Linked DNA regions of Mus musculus: regions 2, 3 and 4 are each linked to region 1. Evidence: chromatin contacts called from public promoter capture Hi-C data. All regions are on one chromosome and are shown on one strand. The core of a region is the stretch at or near the end of the contact, and the rest is flanking DNA. Distances in the headings are between cores, read along the strand shown.

Region 1 (4,792 bases), core at 1,182-3,681:
TGGAGATCAGAAGAACATGACACAGGTGTGTGGGAATCAGGAGAACACGATACATATAGGAATATGAGGACAATATGACACATATATGTGGAGATCAGAAGAACATGACACTGAGGTGTGGAGACCAACCTGGCACTGATATGTAAGGTTCATCAGAACATGATATGTGAGTGAATTTGAGGAGAATGTGACACATATGTGGAGGTCAGGGGAACATGGTTCTGATATGTAGGGATCGGGAGAACACGGTATTCGTATGTGGAGCTCAAGAAAACATTTCGCTGATAATGTGGTGGCCAGAAGAACATGATGCATCTGTGGAGATGAGAATAACATGACACAAATGTCGGAGTCAGGAGAACGTGGCCAGGATATGTGGGGATCTGAGGAACATGATACATATGTGGAGATGAGGAAAACATGGCACGCATGTGGAGGTCAGGAGAACATGGCATTATTTGGTACTCAGTGGAACTCGGGAGACCATGACAGGGACATCTAGGGATCAGTGGGATATGATACATATGTAGCAATCAAGAGGTTATGACACTGATAGGTGACGCTCATGAGAACATGACACATATGTGTAACTCAGAGGAACATGGCGCTGATCTGGTCAGCCCAGGAACAGGCAGCTTCAGCGTGGCTTAATTAGAGCAAAGATAAATCATTAGCAACCAGCTTCTCCCTCAGAATCAATGCGATGATTAGGCAAGAGGAGAGGGTCATAGTCTGCAGGTAACTGACCCACTTCCCAGCACACTGTTGCTTTCCTAAAAGCAGAAGTACTCACAGCACAGACCCGTGAGTCAGGGAAAGGAGCCGGAGCTAGCCCACAGACAAGCCTACCTCTGATATTGAGTGCTTCAGACTTCTTCTCTTTTTTCGTCGTCTCTTCTGGTTCATTCTCGGTGTTCAGGGAATCACCTGCATTCAAAGAAGAAACCTTGTGTTGTGTATGAGTTCTACAAACAAAAAGAACCAATGATCTCAAAATGCGGTTTTGTTATTTTCAATTCCTCTTAGCATACAGGAGTCCCCCGCTTCTCCTACACTCAGCCCAAATAGGTACCTTTTAACCCAGAGGAAGCCCGAGGTCCACCCTTGGTCTTCACACACACAGCTTTCAAATTAAAAACGGGACAAGGATAAGCCTACACCTATCCCCCAGATCCTCAATACCCAAGAGGCAGGAGATAGCCCTGACACCGATGTCAGGGGAGGAAACATCCAGTTAGCACCGGAGAAGGGGCAGGATAGGAAATGCTCCGTTGCCCAATAGTTAAGAATTGATTTCCAAGATCAATACTGCCACAGGAGAGGGGAAGATAAGGACTACAGGGTCAAGAAGGAGAAAGAGAGGAAAATGGGGCGGGGGAGGGGGGAGAGAAGGCAAGCAAGGAAGGAGAACGAGGAGGGAGGGAAAGATGGAGAATTAAGTGAGAAGAGAAGCGAAGGGACTTTTTGATAAATCAGTCAAGAAAACGAGCCGAAAAAGAGGTAGTGGATGAGTAAAGGGGTCCAGATGCCAGGAGGAGGAGGGAGAATTGAGGGAAGAACAAAGTGCTCCCAGTCCGGAAGGATGCAACCGAAAGGCACCTGCTACATTAGAGAACACGGTCGCGCCCTCCTGCTGCTTTCTTCCGGCCGAGGACCCCCGGAGAGTCACTGCTGTGCCCGAGCCAGGAGCTGTGGCTGTCGCAGCCTCTTGGGGACACCCCAAAGCGCCACGAGGATCCCCCTGGCTTGGCTGCTGCGAAGGGCGGGTCCGGCGACCCCGCGTGCAGCGGGAGAAGCAGGCGCCGCAGTCCTGGAAGATGAGCAGCCCCACCACGTTGACCGCCAGCCCCAGGGCTCCCACGATAAGCACCAGCTCCGGGTCGTCGATGCGCTCGGGCCGCGCAAGGCGCAACACGGCCTCCACGAAGATGGTGAAGCAGAGCGCAGTGAGGAAGACTGCGTTGCTGAGCGCGCCCACCACCTCGGCCCGCACGTAGCCGTAGGTGGCACTGGAGCCGCGGGGACCGCGCCGCGCGATGTAGCCGGAGCCCAGGCCCACGCACAGCGAGATCAGGTCTGACAGCATGTTGAACGAGTCCGAGAGCAGCGCGATGGAGTTGCCCAGGTAACCCGACACCAGCTCGGCCACGAAGAAGGCCGCGGTGAGCACCAGCATGAACAGCAGCCGGCACGTCTTGCCTGAGTAACGGCCCATCTCTACAGCCCGCTGCGCCCCGCAACAGGTTGGCGGGGGGGGTGGGGGGGGCGGTCTGGAGCCCACCTCCTGCTGCAGGCCCGCCCTTACCCGCCCGGACCTTTTATGCTTCCAGCTCGCGCTCGCGGGACCAGAGTCTGCAGGAGTGGCCCCAGAGTCGCAAAGGCCACCTCCCGGGGCCCCTGCCCCTCCTCCCTCGCCGCCCAAGCTTGATTTGGCTGGTGGCCACCAGCCTGTGTCTCCTTCTAGGTCTGGGCTGGAGACCGGAGCTGCTGGGAGGAGGGGCGCATTGGGATGTCAATCTTCTTAAATCTCCACCTCCACCCTCTCTGAGAGAGAGATGCACGGGATGGTCCCGCTCCTCCAACTCCACCCCGCCTTCACCCCTGGGCTACTACAGATCTGTGTATGCCGCTGATAAGGACCTAGGCTGTAGTGGGTGTGCGCACCGCTGCCTACGTGCCCAGATGCGAGTTGCAGGGCAGATTCCATATGAGCTGGTGGAGCCTAGTGCCCTTAAAGGTGTTTCCTGCTTTTCCACTGGTTAAATGGTATCTCATTCCTCCCGTTAACCCCTGTCCCTGAACCCATAGTCAAAACCCTTTATCCTTTCTTCTTCACAAAGGCCACGAATCCTATTACTCCCTTATAGCACAGTATCGCCATCTCCCTTTTAGGGGTCTCTATCTGAGTCGAGCTGTCTACAGAGGAGAGGAAGGCAGGCAGCCCAGGGTGCATGGCTGCCACTGCTATTAGCATTAGTATGGAGCACTGGTATAGCACTCCAAGGCTGGGATTCTTTGTGTCCCTTGGCCATCAAAGAAGCCAGGTTTGGTCTCCTTTCCTAGTCTGTCAGAAAGAATTTCTACTGCCCCTAAAGGTGACCCTATACTCATAGTTCAATTGACCCAATTTTTTTTTTCCAAATAGACCCTGTTCCAAGTGACAATCACTCAAAGGGAACATGTCCTGGACTTGAGAGTCTACACTGCAGCCCCTTCAGAAAGGGTATTTGCTGTTGGTCACTTCGGAGACAGAAGTTGGTAACCATCGACTGAGGTATCGATGTGATAGGCTTTGGTTTGGAGGAATGTGGGTTTGGGGACTTTGGATTTGGAAAGCAGTGGAATGCTCTAAGCGGGGCTCAGTGAGCCATCCTAGCAGGAATATGGAAGACTTTGTTGCTGAGGGTGATTTGAACTGTGGAAGCCTGGCTCTAGAGGTTTCAGAGGAGAAGGATTTTAATATGTGGTGACCTTGGGGCAAGACCACAACAGCTAAGTTTAGGTTCGGGCATGGCAGTACGCCCCTTTAATCCCAGGAGGCAAAGCCAAGCTGATCTCTGAGTTCAAAGTCAGTCTACAGAGCAAGTTCCAGGACAGCCAAGCTTAGGCAGTAAAGGAGTTGGAAAACAGAAATCCGGTGATACTGTAATAGAACAAGGGGGCCATGTTCCAGCCCCAGCAAGCAGCAACTTCAGCACGTGGCTCTGGCTTTAGGGTCAAGAACAGAAGGAACTACTGGGACAATGGATGCTGGTTGACTGTAGCTAAGAAATCAGCAGTGATTAAGAAGAGACCAGCATCACCGAGGTGAAATCGGAGAAGTGTTTCCTGAGAGCACAGAGAAGCTGTGTTCCGGAGGTAGCTAAGGTTGTCTACAAGTTGCCTTGCTCATGGTGTCTGTTCACAGCAGTAAAACCCTAGCTAAGACAAGTGGGGTGTGGATGGGGGAGCCCTGTGCCTCACTCATTTTAGGAAGGGTCTGAAGGCAAAGCACAATAACCGTGTCTCCCCATAAACTTTAACCACCCTCATGGAGAAAATGCACAGGGTTGGAGCTTGGAAATACATTCTATGCCTTCCTCAAAGCAAAGCCAACGAGCAAGGGACAGTGGTGCAGCAAGGGACAGTGGTGCAGCAAGGGACAGTGGTGCAGGCATTTACTCTCAAATGTCCTAGAGGATTGGCTTGAGACTGGAATCCACTAACAAAACACTCAACCTAAAAAAGAATAATACTGATAATTTGGATTGAATTTACTCTTGCCAGCCCTGTACACGCATATAATGTATTGGGATTATTTGCAGTCCCCACCCTCGGGTCTACTTCTCATACCCCGTGAAGCCCCCTCTTCCCTCTGAGCCTTCTCCTGAAAGCATGTCCATTTGTTTAGTTTCTATCACACCGTATTTATCGTGTGTTTGTGTGTGTGTGTGTGTGTGTGTGTGTGTGTGTGTCGGGGAGGGGTGTGCTCTGCGTATGCATGGCACACATGCTACGGCTTACGGGAGGTCAGAGGTCAACTCTGGGGAGCGATGCTCTCACTCCAGCATGGTACTCTCTGGGATTGGATTCAGAGCACCAGGCTTGGTGCCAAACACTTTTATCTGTTGACCCACCTTTCCAAACCACCCACCCTCTTTTTTTTTGTTTTATTTTGTGGCCTACTCTGTTTAATCAGGGTAGCCCATGTCTACCTTCTAGCCCTATTCGTTGTCTGAATCTTGAAGCATGCCTCTATTTTTTCATAGTCTATGAAGGTCCCTATCAATAGTATTAAAATATCCCTGATCAA
Region 2 (4,620 bases), core at 1,613-4,112, 1.2 Mb before region 1:
CCATGTAAATCTGTACCATAATGATATTTGTGTGCACAGGCTCATGCGCCATGAACATTCGTGTATGTGTGAGGGGAAGCCATCGTTATTTTGGTGTAGGGTGGCAGGAGGAGTGGACAGGTACCACAGATGTGCATGTGGTCAATGTAGAAGTCAGTTCTCTCTCTTTGGCTGTGTGGGACTCAGGTTGCCCGGCTTGGCTGTGGGGACCTTTACCTATTGTGCCATCTCACTGTCCCTGATTGCTTTTAATTAGTAATTCTGAGTAATCAGTAACTCACTTCTTTCTCCTCTGACCAGAAACTATCCCGGCATTCTTCCCTCTGTATAGGAAAACATCTCCCAAAACCTCCCATCCTGGACTGACAAACTTGAAAAGGCAGCTTTTGGAGGAGTGCATGCTTGTTGTAACGTTCAGTAATAGTCTCCTTTGACTCAGTGGCCAAGAACACAGATCACTCATAGGTGACCATGCCTTAGCCTCCAAGGATGATAGTCTGCCTTTCACTGTGCAAAGCAGACAGCCAGTCTCCCAAATCTTTGGGTCTGCCCAGCTTAGCCCAATAGAAGAAAATAAACCGAGAATGCCTTTCTTTAAGTATTAAAGTCAGTTCTTAAAGCAGGGATCATGTAAATCACTCAAAAAGATTTCTGTTGGGCCAGATTTGGTGTCTAATTCAAGCTCTGAGCACAAAGGCTTCACACTCGGAGGTTGATTTCATTCCTTTATCTGAACAAGAAAGATCAATGGAGTCTACAGATGGCCAGTGTAGGAGTATAGCATAGACTCTATTCTCGTTTCTTCTCTATTGCTCTAACAACACCATGGCCAAAAGCAACGTGGGGGATGAAAGGGTTTATTTGGCTTTCAGGTAACAATCCATCATTGAGGGTAGACAGGACGAGAACCCAAGGCAGGAAGTAGAATCAGAAATGATGAAGGAAGGCTGCTTCGCCAGCTCCTGTTTAGCTAGTCTTCTTATTCAGTCCAGGACGACCTACAGATAGTGCCGCCCACAGTGGGCTGGGCCCTCCTACATCAATCAACAGTCAAAGCAATAGCTTATAGACTTTCCTGTTTGGTCCAAGTGTTTCTTCACCTGAGCTTCTCCTCTCAAATGACTCTAGGCTGTGTCTAGTTGACAGGGTTAACTAGTACAGACCCTACTTTCAGGGAATCTACAACTTAGTAAGGAACTTAGGCAGTCCAAACCCAACATCCAAACAAAAGCCACCACTATGTGATTGATTTCAAGCAAGGCATCCCAGAGGCCAAAAGTGTTGCTTAACAATGGCTTAGGGAGATAAAGGACAGCTTCGAGAGGGGGATGGGACCCAGAACCTGGAAGATGACCTTTGAGATTGTACTTTGTAGTTTGGCCATCTGGCAGCAACAGGAAGTGTCTTATGTTTTCTGGAAACAGATTTATCCTTTCTGGTGAACTTGTATGACAAAAGTCAGGAAGCGGCCATCCAGGAAAACTTCCCAGGGTCTTTGAAAAATTTGAAGTGTGTCTACAAGAGCCGCTCCTCTTGTAAGTCTTGAAAGACTGAGGCTGGAGGATAGAATTAAAGGGTTATACGAAGGGCTTGCTTTTCAAAGTTGGTTCATTGAGAAGATGTATTTAGCCTAATAATTGGAGACATGCACAATGCTGTGCTATGGTAGTTTGGACTCTGTGAAATACAGTATCATTCTTAAGATCAAGGTCAACCTGGGAAGCTCTGCTGTCAATCCCAGTGGCCAACAGTAAATGTGTATCTGTTACTCGTATTGTTTTAGTATGCCTTCCGAGCCAGCTATACCATGCTCCGGAAGATCTCCATTCAGGGACTCTGTCTTAGGCATGGTGACAGTCCCTACCCGTATTGCACAAGTCACATGGCCAAGACTGACTTTAGTAGCATTAGGAAAGGGCACAGAGAGAGGATGAGGAATGTGAGGACTGGCCCACAGAAGAGTGTAGCCAACATTTTAAACAAATGACACTGTCTATCATAGGGTAGGTAGTGGAGTTGGCAAAGAGAGGTGCTTTCACCAGGCTTGAAATTTTTCTATATTGTCGATATGAACTCGGTCCACACTGTGTCTGTACAGCTTTGGAAAGTGAGTGACTTGATGTTACAAAGATAGACATACATGTCACTTGCCTTTATTTTCATAATGGCTTGTCCCCTCAGTGAAGACACATGTTTCTGGTATCAGAGGCATGGTTGGAAGAATGCTGAAATAGGCTTACCCCCAAAGCAGTGACCTCCCTCACCTTAGGGTCCTAAATTGTTGTCCTAGTTCTGACACGCCCAGAGGTGTCTGTAGTAGAGGTTGTCCACAGCTAGGATTCTGGCTAATCATCTTTGAGGCTCTGAGGCTCTGAGTCTCTGAGTCTCTAGCAGTTTGTGAGAGGGAACCAGATCTGTTCCTTGTATATCTTATGCGAACGTCATTCTGGCTTAAGCCTCCTGTATCATGTTATTCTCTAGAACTTTGGTCTCCTGATAGTGACACTTCAGGTACAGATTTTAGAGTCAGGCTCTCGCCTGCTGTACTCAGTGAGCAAACTGGAAAGTAAGTAGCTCTGGCTTGAAAGGGCTGCTGCTGTGTGATTCCCCACTGCCATGACAGCTCTCTGCTCTGAGGACCCCCGAGTGAGCAAGGTAGCATATGTCATAGGAGTTCATAAATAACCATCGGCACAGCCTATTCTTAGTAGCAACAGATGCTAAGCTTTTCCAGCCTGCTCTCGGGGGTCAATGGTGGGAAGGAGAAGAAAAAAATGAAAGCATTGTTTTGCACACGGCTGGACATCTGTATTTCTGAATTGCCCTGTTGTGTGTATGATGCAATGGCCGGAGCCGGTCTGCTGAATGTGAACTTTGTCCACCGACTGGAGTCTAAATTGGTTTTGGATCCTTCTGAAATCTAAATGGTCAGAGCATATTTTTCTAATATTCAGTTGGATTGTGTCTTTGCTCCAGAGTGGAGCTGACTCCATCTGTGCTCACAGCAGCAGCAGCAGGGGTCCTTCTAGTCCAAGTTGCTTGTTTTCCCAAGACTGACTGCTACTGACTTTATCCATTGTCCTTATCTGGGGAACCTTGGAGGTGGCCCCCAGAGGATCTGAGACTGTGGTGACTTCAAGGGTCATCAACTCTAGTAGCATTCATTGTTAGGAAGCAGAGGAGTTTGTTGTTCAGACACTGGGCAAGGTGAATCACCAGCATGGCTACCTACAGGTGTTCTGACTCTGTCTGAGCTCCACAAAGAAAAGCACTCATGTCCTGGCATGGTAGCGCTAGTTCAGAGTTCAAGCCCCCATTGTGCCTCCAAGTCAACTGGGAAGCCTACATCACCTGTGCTACAGACAGACCAACTGCAGAAGTACTGACCCAGTCATCTGTGGAGGGTCCTAGAATCTTTAGCTTTCAAAAGGCTGTCTAGGTGGTCTGGGAACCTGTTTGTGGGGAATACCTATTGCTTATAATAAATCCTTGTGGTTCTGCCTAGCTATTTTGTTATATTTTGAGGGATCTAGGATGGGAGTGTTGATTGGCGGAGAGAGTGGATTCTGACATTACTAATATTATAAAGGCAGGACATAGCACAGGCTGTAAAGGGTTTACATGAGGGTTCCAGTTTCATCTCCAGAACCCACATAAAAAAGCCAGTTCTGTGCTATGTGCTTATAATCCTAGCTTTGGAGTCAGTGGTGGGGCTAGGAAACTTAGTACTTGAGTTTGCAAGGGCTGGGAGAAGAGAAGCAACCCCTACACTCACTGTAGCCAACTCAGCCTGCTAGGTGAGTTCTTGGCCGGTGAGAGAACTTACTTGTGTCAAATAGAAACATGGACAGCAAGCGAGGAATGACGCCCAGGTTGTCTTCTCCTTTCTACCTGCTAATACATACATGTGCACCCACAGATACATGAAGATACACGGCCAGGTACACACCTATACACACAACAAGCAAAACTCTGAATGATGTTGCTAATAGTAGCTAATTAGTTGGGTCCTGGGCTAATTAATGTCTGTTTTGGCCCTATATGTGACCACGGTTATTCAGTTTTATAGGCAGGAAGTATGGCTTACAGATATCCCCTGTCATTTTCCCATAGTCACCCAGATGATAGATGGCAGAGGCAGAGCATGAACTCGGGCTGTTGTCTGACTCAAGAGGCAGCTCTCCCTTAAGGGATACAGCTTTAAGTTTAAGTGAGATTTTATTTGTAGGAATGAGATGACAGAGAGACAGACTCGGAGGCCTGGGAGCCATGTGTGTCTTGTGTACAAGGAAGTCGCTATTTTCCAGGAAAGGGAAAGATGTGTTCTTTTTCTTCTTTTCGGTTTCTTAGCTACAGTATATCTCTCTTAGAAGCTTGTGACAGACGTCCATGGATTCAAACACAGACATCAGGGTGAAGCAGGGGCTCATGTGTTTCCTTTGAAGAGCAAAAACTAATTTTTTTTTTCCTGCACATGAGATGCATGACAAGTGTGTTATCGTTCTCCCTACATTGGTCAATAATTATGGTGTACAATATACAGTCCTTATAGTTGTGTAGACAATGGTGATGGTTTTTTTTTTTGTTTGTTTGTTTGTTTTATTTTGTTTTCTCCTTGTT
Region 3 (4,985 bases), core at 2,450-4,949, 1.5 Mb before region 1:
AAGGGTCACTTGCTCTCGATAAGATTTGGCTCAAAACCAAAACAAAACGAAAAACAAAACCAAAGCAAGTAAATTTACATATTATTTATTTATGTTAAGAAAAAGATTGTTGGTTAAATTTCATTTTGTCATAAATTTTAGAGATAGAAGAAAATAGATAGAACTCAATGATACATTTAAAAATTTAGATGTTCAAATCTGTTATTTTTGAGATTATTTTTATTATATTTTAATATACATATTTTTTTTTAAAATGTGGGTTTGTGCACTTGAGTACAGGTGCCCTTGGAGTCTGGGAAGAAGACATTGGATCACCTAGAGCCGGATTTAGAGATGGTTCTAAGATGTCCAACATGGGTGCTGAAAACAGAGATATCTCTGGTCTTCTGCTAGGGCAGTCATCTCTCTTAGTGGCTGAGCCATCTCTCTAGTCCATCAGATCTGGTTTTGGAAACTCATATAAGCTGTGGGGATCAGATAGAATGACACAGAAGACTAAGTCATTTGTGCTGTCCTCAATATTTAGGACATCCTTTGTGTTATAGTTTACATTGTACACAGTGCAAATATTTATTATCATTACAACAGAGGCGGGGGCTAATTGACTTGCAGAGTTCATTTTCTTGTCAATAAATTTGTATTTAGTTTTAGAAATTTGTGACCTTTCTAGAATAAAATAATTGTCTATGAAATTGAAAGACACAAAGTAAAGGTACCGTGCCCCCTATGTTGTGCACCCCTTTTTATCTAATGAACTTACTAAGCAGATTCTCTTTCTGTGTTGACGTAAATGCTGTGTGCCTGGCACAGTCATAGGCTGATGCTGAAACTCCTTCCAGCGCTGGTTTGCTCTTTTTGATGGAGATTCACCTTTCTAAGCACCTCATCTTCATACTTATGTGAACAGAGAGCAGACAGCTGTTTCCCTACAAGCACCACACTTGGACCCACAGACATGCAAATTAGCTGACACACACTTAGTGCAGTTGCATTTTTATTACATTTACTCACTTCCTAACAAGCCTCCTTGACAGTAGCTGAAGCAAGACCCTCTAAATGTAGCTCTAAATGCGCACTTTAAAAAAAATGAGATTAAAAAAAGACACCTGGAAAGAAACAAACCAGAGTAAGATTTCCTTAGTTCTTAACTTCGAGGCTACCGTGAAAACATTCTTCCAAAATAAATAAAATAGTTTGAAGCTTCAAATCTGTGAAATTTGTCATGATAATCAGCATATGACTTACCTCTGTGTCCCAGGCCGCAGCCAGAGGTCCAGAAGTGCTGGCCCCTAACCAAGCAGCTATTGACAGTTGATGGCTTCTGAAGGAAAAAGAGTTTTCTTTAAGGATATGATGATTCCTGGTAGGTCAGACATACCCCAGGACACGGCTACACAGATAAGAGTATACGGGCAATACAGGTTTTCAGTTCACTTAAAAAACAGGTCTTGAGGTTGGAAAGGAGTAGGGTGTTAGAGGGTGGATCTGGGAGGAGTTAGGGGGTGGTATGTGGGCAAATGTGTTATTAAAATTCATTGTATACATATATGAAATTCCCAAAGAATTATAGATTACATTTTAACAAAGAAAAGTAGACATTCCCTTCCCCTGAAATTGTCAGCCGGGTCACTGTAAGGAGCTAATGACTTTGTTTTGTGTTTCAAGTTGTCATCAGACACAACAAGTCATTGCTTTTCAAATTTCCTCCTAAAAACACTCTTCCCTTTCCACCCTTGACAATGCTGTATTTTAGAAGGAAAGATGCCCCAAAAGACAAGGGCTTTCTTGAAAAGTCTGATACCTAAGCAAGGAAAACGGGGTCCTTGAGGGTGCTGAGGGTGATTGTGTCAGGTTGTGTACCAAGCACTGTCTATGGGGTAAAAACAAGCACTCATGCTTATATAAATATGGTATTTAACAAATGTTTAGGATGCATGTGTGTGTGTGTGTATGTATGTGTATATGTATGTGTGTGTATATATATATACATATATATATATCATAGATTACCCTCTTTATAGTTAAGCATGTACTAAAATTACATGCTTAAAATTATAATTACAAATCTTATTGTTATTAATATTATAATTTAGAAATTTTTTTATTTCTGGATTTCCAACCTCCAGTGGGATAGATTATGAGTTATAATTATATATAATTTTACTAAGTCTGAGACAGGAAGATCATTGCAAGTTCAAACCCAGTCTGGGCTATTCAGTGGGTTACAAGTTAGACTGGACTAGGTTGAAAACCTGTCCCAGAACAAAAGGGAGAGAGGGAAGAAGAAAGAGTAATAGATTTTTCTCCCTAACTCAGTGCAATTAAATGCATCTCTGAGAATAGCAAACAGATTCTGGAGTGACCCATTGGAGAGACAGGGAACATATCTTCAGTCCTGTGGACAATAGAAGCCACATACTTAAAATTCCAATTTAATTGTAGTCTTAATTAACCGGAATTTGAAATTTCACGAACGTTTTCTTTTTTTCCTTATTCTGAGACAGTGCTTTGTGTAGCCCAGGCTGGTTTCCAACTAGTCACGTAGCTATGGACAACCTTAAACCCAGGTCCTCAGGTACCAGCCTCCCTCTTAGGTGCTGGGATTCCAGGCATGTGATGTCATAATCAGTTTGCAGAGTTTAAAATTTCAAAGCTAGTTATCAGAGTAAAGTAATAGACTAACTAACCAGCATTCCTGGTTAGAACTAACCAGGTATAGTCATAGAAAATAGCCACCATTCCAGAGATTATTCTTTTCTTGCCAGGATCTAATGACTCCAGGGCTCTTCTCAGCTTCTGCCCCAGAGAAATAGCCTGGCAGCCGTATAAGCCAGTCACAAGCTTTCCTGATCTGAGTCCATCTGGTCTTATGCAAAAACCACCTCTGTTTCCTGGAATGGTGTAGTCCTGTTATTTTTTTCCCTATGTAATACCCCCCAATAAGATTTTAAGATGAGTTCCTCACAAAATTATGACTATTATATTAAATAAACAGGAATATCATTAAAACCTAAAGAAAGGGGCAGAAGTAATTTCAGTACCAGTCATTTCTTCTTAGTGAATGCTTTATCTAAACGGTCGTTGAACTCTCCTCCTCTCAAATCGAGCTCACTTAAAACTCTAATGTTGGATTTGCTCCCATACCAGGTAGATGCAGTCACTGCCAGCACCAGGCTGGGCTTCCTGCATTTACCCATCACTTCACAGACCACCTCACATCATCCTCACAGCCTTCACACCTCCAATCCCAAAGTCTCTCTCTGTGCTACAGCCGAACACCTTGGGAATTCTTTTGATCTGCATCTGTCTAATAATCTCATCTCCATGCGCAGAAAGCACTGGAAGTTTGCTGTCCGTCCTCCAGGTTAAGGTTGTCCGCTCTTCAAAGAAATTTAAGATCATCAAAGCCTCTTGGAGAGCAAAGCGCTCCACTGGTTTGAGTAAAACTGACATCACAATAGTTCACCAAAGAGCTGTGGGTCCTCCCACAGCAGTGTGCGCGTGATGAGCTCCGGGACCCCCTCAAGCCCCAGGGTTCCTTCCACACAGCTGCTGGAGGAATAACAGCCACCAACATCCCACAACATCAAGGCAACAGCAGCGCTGAAATGGAATGTACAGTTAAATAAAACCCAAACTCCAGATCCCTTCTCTGAAAGGGCCTAATTTCTTTCCCCTCTTGGAGTGGCTTTGAAACAGGGCTCGTTCTACAGGCAAGAAGAGTCTTTGTTCACTGATTGCTTGTGATGTAATTAGCTGATGGTCAGGCTCCTGCATATTTTGTGTGAACAGGACAACAATGTGTGTGTGTGTGTGTGTGTGTGTGTGTGTGTGTGTAAGAGGCTTAGCCAATCTGGAAATCTTTTGAATTTTAAGACACAATTAGTCTGAGTCATTACAATAGCAGCAGGAGAAAGCAGCAAGGCCAGCCACTTCGTTGTGAGTCAGGAATTTTTACCTCAGGAAATGAGAATGCTGCTCTTCTCTTCTCACTTGTAGCAGTGGGAAAAAGAGTCTGAATTGAGTGATTTTAGACCCAGAAAGCTGCTGTTTAGAATTCCCAGCTCTCCTTAAGCCAGGGTCTACAAGCTGAATGTTGGTTTCCAAGAGATTTTTAGTTGACTTTTTTTTTTTTCCTCTGTGACTTTGGATGTTATTTTGATGACAGATTATCAAAACACTAAAATCTATGTTAGAAACATCACTAGCAATGAGGAAAAATAAAAGGGGGAAATAGACCTTGGTCATGACTGTTAAACAGAGAGAATATTGAAAACCTCTTTTTTTTTTTTTTTTTTTTTGGAAGAAAACAAAAGGCCAAGCTGCATATGTTTACTAAGTTTGCTATGACATTAGAGTGACTTTTGAATTTCATGTTGACAGGAACTAAGCTGTTCAGTTACTGCCATCTTATGTCTCAGACTTCTCCGTGCATGGCCTCTGGTTTGTGCCTCTCAGATTTCTAGAGACCCAGAAGAGAGCTTTGAATATCTTGTGAGTTCATCCACAATGATTCCCCTCTCTCTCTCTCCCCCCACCCCCCCCACCCTGAGTGTGTGTGTGTGTGTGTGTGTGTGTGTGTGTGTGTAGGACAGTGGGTTTGATTAAGGAGAAGCACCCTCCCTGGCTTTCCCAGATCACATCCATCACGTTGATCAGCCCCCGAAAGGCAACATATTGTCTGGGACCGGGCCAAGGAGGGATATCAATTTCACAATTGCACTTACGTCGTTCAGCCAGGAACCGGTTTATTTTTGGCTAGTGCAGTCTGAGACCCACTTTGGAAGCTTCATTCACAGGTTCTCGCTTTCTGCCAGCTTCTTGGGAACTTTCTCTTTAGTCAAACAGAGGCGTCTCTTTGCAAAGCAAATTCGCCCCCTGTGTGCCAGTCTGGAACCAGACATCTTCCATAAGTCATGTTTTATATTTTAAGAGTTCTGAGAGTTTTTCCTCTTCTATTATTAATTCTTTTACAAAGAGAGATT
Region 4 (4,558 bases), core at 27-2,526, 1.3 Mb before region 1:
CATCACGGCCTGACATGGTCTGGACAGCAGGTGGGGATGCAGTGCTGTAGGTTAGACCTCCAATATCCCTGTGCCTGGGGTTGTTGTATTAACTTGTGATTATCTGGTTTATCTTCATTGTGGATGCTCTAAGCCGTATGCTCGGTGGTAAGATTGCTTATGAAGCAATCCAGTAGATCGACTTGCAGAAGAACAGTGTAATCTGCTTAGTTTAGGACTTCTGTGGAAGTTAGGTCTAAGGGATGTAGCTTAGCCTGCAGAGTACTTGACCAGCATGCACAAATGCCTGGGGCTTAGCCTCAGCACGGTGTGAACCATGTGTGCTGCTGCAGTTCGTGCCTGTAACCCACAGGCAGTGGTAGAAGCAGGAAGATAGATCAGAAGGTCTGGCCCAGTCTTGTTTCACAGTTAAGTTTGAAGCCGGCATGGAATACAGGAGACAATTGTACACCATTTTCTGTGTATTTTAGCGTTAGTTCTGCTGGGTTGTTGATGGGAGGTAACAGGTAGTAGAGCAGCGTGTGTAAGAGATGTGGATTTTGGCCTGTGCTTCAGGGCTGACTTGCTCATGAATGCTTGAACAAAGGCTTCATGTCCTGAGCCCTCGTTCCCTTTCGTCATATGGAGTGATATTCCCACCTGGCAGGCACTCAGAGAGTCAGAAATGTGGTGCTGCAGAGGGTCTAGCCAGCACACACCGACTCAGTAATACAGCAAAGACAGCCACAACAGGCAGGCAGGGTCATCATGATAAAATGTAAGTAATAGGACCAGCAGGGCTCCTTGACAGATGCTCTTGAGAAACTTAGAGGGAATCTGGGACTGTAAATGACAGTGTAGCCATCTGGTTTTGTTTGTCTCTTGTTTTGCTGTCCTGCCTTGTAAGGTCTCTTTGCACTCATGTAGTCTTGGAAGTCACATTTCACCCCAGACTCACTTATTTTAGTACAAAGCTAGGGTTTGGTGCTCTTTGCCACTGAGCAGCGTATAAGCCAGGGTCTCCACACTTTCCTATATTCCTACTGAGGTATTCTTTATAGAAGCCTCCATTCTCTGCGGGGATCCATCGCCCCTCAGGGTGTCCCTGTGACCATTCTGCTATTTAAATGCATTGCTGTGCCATCCGAGGTTGCTCCCATATTAGCTAGCACCCGAGTGTCCTGGTTCTTGTACCGTGTCTCCATTCACTCTTACTGGTTGTGTCAGTGCTGGCAGGAAGGTTGTGGCTTGGTGATGGGATCTTCTGCCTGCTTGTGCCCTGTGAAGTCACTGCTGTACTGCATTCCATAGGCCTGGCATGAGGTTGTTCTGGAACTTTCCTTCACGCTGAGCCTGGAGACTTTCTTCTCCCTTGGCTGTCTCTTCTGCACTGCAGTTAAGGAGCCTCCTGAACGGGTTCTACTTCACACTGTCTTCTATTGTCTGTCTGTTTTCCTGTGTGATTGTCTCAGTTTTACCTTCTCACCTGCCTCCCTTCTCCTCAGCTTCACTCCAGGTTGGCCATCCTTGATGTCTAATGGGTGCTTTAAAACCAAAGTGAACCTGAATTCCAGGCTGAGAGTTCCTTGCCTAGTCCATTAGGCCAAACCTGCTGTATTTTATTTAAACAAGAATTTTAGCTATTCAAATTACAGACTATGAAGTATGCTTAAACTGTCATAATTTCGAAAGCCCTCAGACTATCTGGAGTACCAATCTATTTATTGTTCCTGATTCTCAAAGACTGAGCAATCTTGTTTCACTGCCTTTTATAATTCTAAATTGTATTGTTGATAAATTTAAAACCCAAACCAAAAAAAACTGAATTGAAACCAGGTCATGATGGCTCATTTTTATAATCCCAGCACTCAGGAGGCTAAGGCAGAATTGCTGCGCGTTGAAGTCCAGCTTGGGCAACATACAGTAATGAGTCGTAGTCTAACATGGTTTGCAGTATGAGACCCTATTTCAAATTACTACTTTAATCAAAAGCTTTGAGCAGTTAAGTTGGCCAGCCTGCTGTAATTGTTGGTCCTGAGTGCCAGCAAGAGCATGGGGTTGAGTCAGAAAACCTGGAATAGCTGTGGAGCTTCCGCTCCAGAGAGTCCAGCAGTCAGTGGGGAACAGGGCCCGGCCACTCACCTGACAAGCATTCCACTGTCGTGGTCTCACACCACACGAGTGTTTCTAGTCCCCAGTGCTGGTTCCACTGCAGCCGGTGTCGATACGTGAACTACTAAGTCAGCTCCCAGTCTATGCAGTTGTCTGCCTCCCTGGCTCCCGGCTGTTCTGGGTGCAAGCTGTGATTTAGTTTTTTATCCCACAAAGGCAGAAGCGGTCCATTTTTCCTCTTAATACATAAATAGGTTCCTAAAAAATAAACAAGCTGTAGCACAGTTATGTAATTAGCTTGTGAAACCTTGCGGACATTTTGGTGTCTTTTTAAAAAATGCTTGCTACATAGACACAGCCCCCAGATGGGATAGATTTGCAGACTACCTGTGGTTGTGAGAACAGGACTTGGTTTTGGTCACGTCAGTGTTGCAGTACACACGACTGCCACACGGTGGTGCTGTTGTTCCACAAAGGAAGGCGTGTGTCCTTAGCTCCAGGTCTTACCCCGTGGCTGCGTGGAATGACTTGTCTCCTGAGTTTGTTGCTTGCTTCAGTTACTTCTAACTCCTGGGCTTTATTAGTTCCCGACTCCGTGACTGTGTCAGGCAGTGAGACCTTGTATGTCCGCGCTGCTACAGACTCTGGAAGAGGCACTGTCTCAAGCAGCTGCACAGTGCCAGTTAGCTTCTCGCTTCAGTGCGCTTGGGGTTAAACTTTAGGCTCCATTAAAGTCACTGCCAAGGATTTTCTAATAAGGTACCACCAAAGGTTAATTAATGTTGTCCAAATATTTTTAAAAGTGATGCCAAATCTGTATTTTCCCCAACTCTAAATTATTTTGCTTTTATGTTTCATTGGTAGAATTGAAATTTTTTCTTTACTCTGTATTTGTATATACATGAGCACAGAATATAAAATCAATTTTATATTATTTTGGTTTTATCTCATTTCAAAGTACATATTGAAAAGTTTGTTTTGAAGTATATAATTTTTAAATTTTCTTTATGGTTAAATTGATTTGTGAATGTTTTGGTTCTGTGATTTTTCTTAGACTGAAGTGAAATCAGAAGAGAGCCCAGGGTGGAAGATTCTGCGAGATGATTTCATGATGGGAGCCAGCATGAAGGACTGGGACAAGGAGAGCGAGGGCGAGGAGCCTGCTGGTGGCAGGGCAGAGGCCGCAGCCAGCCGTTGAGCGGCAGACGGGAGCATCCAGCTCCGCTGCAAATGACCCGACGGTTGGGAGCCTGCGCATGGCCATCTGCCAAATGCTAGGACTTCCTGAGAACCTGTGCTCTAGGGTTCCTCAGGTGCAGACTGTATTAAAGCTGTATTTTTAATTCTTACAGAAATTTAACCTGTTTTTCTAAAATATTTGTACAGAGAAATATTTTTTTTCTTGAGCAGTAAACTGCAATTTTCTAGGATCCTTTGCTGTGGACACATGCCCATCATCCATCAGGGTTTCTAAAGTGCGGTCCCATTTATAATTAAAGTGAATTTGATATGAAATCTCTGCTTCCCTGCTCAGATCCATAGATCTGTCTGTCACGGAGGGTGGGTGATTGGTGCCGTTGGTTTGTGTGGCTAAGCCTTTAAGAAAAAGGTACATAAAATTTCAAATTGTTATCTTTTCTATTTTAGTTCTAGAAAACCAGTGAAGCTGTGTGATTTCCTCCACTATTTCTGTGAAACTTGGCTCCAGTTACCAAGTCTGTAAGGGAAGTAGGTATTGAGCGTGACGCGCTCTCATGAGAAGGACCCGTCTCTCTCCATCTTTCCATGAAGGGAGCCCTGCGACCACCCATGGCACACACTTGGATCTGCTCTACACTGAGGCCCAACCCTGCCCCTGGGTTGGAGCAGGAGGTTTATGTTTTCAGGCCAAATCAAGGGCTATAAATGTTCCATGACTACGGGGCCCCTGTCAGAGTGAAGCTCGTAGCATGGTGCTGAATGCTTATTATAGGAAAGCCGTAAGGTGCGTGTGTGTCTGTGTCTTCATCTCACTCGGGAACGTAAGTGCCATATTAAATTGTGTGGCTGGTGGTTTTGTCATTTTAATCTAAATAACTGTGAGCAAGCTTTCTCGGTAGTGATCCAGGGATGCTAAGTAATGGGACATTGCTGAGCGGAGGTTAATGCAGCACACAGCGTCTTTGCAGCTTCTGAAGCCCGCGTGGATAACAAAAGGGCATGCACAGCTGCCTGTGATGAACAGGTTGTCCTGGAAGCAGAGCTGACTTCTCTAGCCCTTCAGTTAACTTCAGGAAGTTGAGCCCAGTTTTCAAAGCATACACAAGGAAGAGAATGTTCACAAATTTCTTCTTTCAGAAGGGATTTTATTCCATCATAGAATCAAGTTGCCCCTGGACCACAGTGCCACTTGTAAGAGAGCTCATGACGTAACTTTGTCATGTGAACATGTCTTATAGGTTTTAGAGTCCCTGTGCCTTGGTTGTAA

The links. Promoter capture Hi-C pulls out the DNA fragments that hold promoters and counts their contacts.
Region 2: a promoter capture Hi-C map of liver shows a contact between it and region 1, with 5 times the contacts expected there. The contact joins the enhancer-like site here to the promoter of Slc30a10 in region 1. A contact is called at or near these places in 4 of 39 promoter capture datasets (embryonic stem cells, hippocampal neurons, liver and 1 more) and 1 of 115 datasets of contacts at active chromatin or transcription factors (embryonic forebrain).
Region 3: a promoter capture Hi-C map of hippocampal neurons shows a contact between it and region 1, with 5 times the contacts expected there. The contact joins the promoter of 1700023G09Rik here to the promoter of Slc30a10 in region 1. A contact is called at or near these places in 1 of 39 promoter capture datasets (hippocampal neurons) and 1 of 115 datasets of contacts at active chromatin or transcription factors (embryonic stem cells).
Region 4: a promoter capture Hi-C map of hippocampal neurons shows a contact between it and region 1, with 7 times the contacts expected there. The contact joins the enhancer-like site here to the promoter of Slc30a10 in region 1. A contact is called at or near these places in 5 of 39 promoter capture datasets (cranial neural crest, embryonic stem cells, hippocampal neurons and 2 more) and 3 of 115 datasets of contacts at active chromatin or transcription factors (embryonic forebrain, embryonic stem cells and stem cell-derived neural progenitor cells).

The regions. Positions count from the first base shown.
Region 1 is chr1:185,452,487-185,457,278 of GRCm38.p6, reverse strand. It overlaps Slc30a10 (solute carrier family 30, member 10), which reads right to left and starts at 2,431. Exons shown (of 4, transcript NM_001033286.2): 1 at 1,600-2,431; 2 at 850-927. The coding sequence starts at 2,215. It overlaps Gm2061 (predicted gene 2061), which reads left to right and starts at 1,711. Exons shown (of 3, transcript NR_040305.1): 1 at 1,711-2,243; 2 at 3,146-3,274.
Region 2 is chr1:186,680,978-186,685,597 of GRCm38.p6, reverse strand. All of the region lies in intron 1 of Tgfb2 (transforming growth factor, beta 2), which reads left to right. Among named protein-coding and RNA genes, the nearest start is that of Gm26169, 6.5 kb to the right of the region's middle. Within about 2 kb of position 2,862, at least 33 of the 459 cell types and tissues checked have an H3K27ac peak or open chromatin away from gene starts, as enhancers often do. A contact at or near this core is called in liver, where this site is marked.
Region 3 is chr1:186,925,332-186,930,316 of GRCm38.p6, reverse strand. It overlaps 1700023G09Rik (a long non-coding RNA gene), which reads right to left and starts at 3,699. Exons shown (of 4, transcript XR_865834.3): 1 at 3,240-3,699; 2 at 1,246-1,321; 3 at 761-894; 4 at 70-464. The region is part of intron 1 of Gm39732 (a long non-coding RNA gene); the gene reads left to right.
Region 4 is chr1:186,720,134-186,724,691 of GRCm38.p6, reverse strand. It overlaps Rrp15 (ribosomal RNA processing 15 homolog (S. cerevisiae)), which reads left to right. Exons shown (of 5, transcript NM_026041.2): 5 at 3,146-3,606. The coding sequence ends at 3,289. Among named protein-coding and RNA genes, the nearest start is that of Tgfb2, 16 kb to the right of the region's middle. Within about 2 kb of position 1,276, at least 33 of the 459 cell types and tissues checked have an H3K27ac peak or open chromatin away from gene starts, as enhancers often do.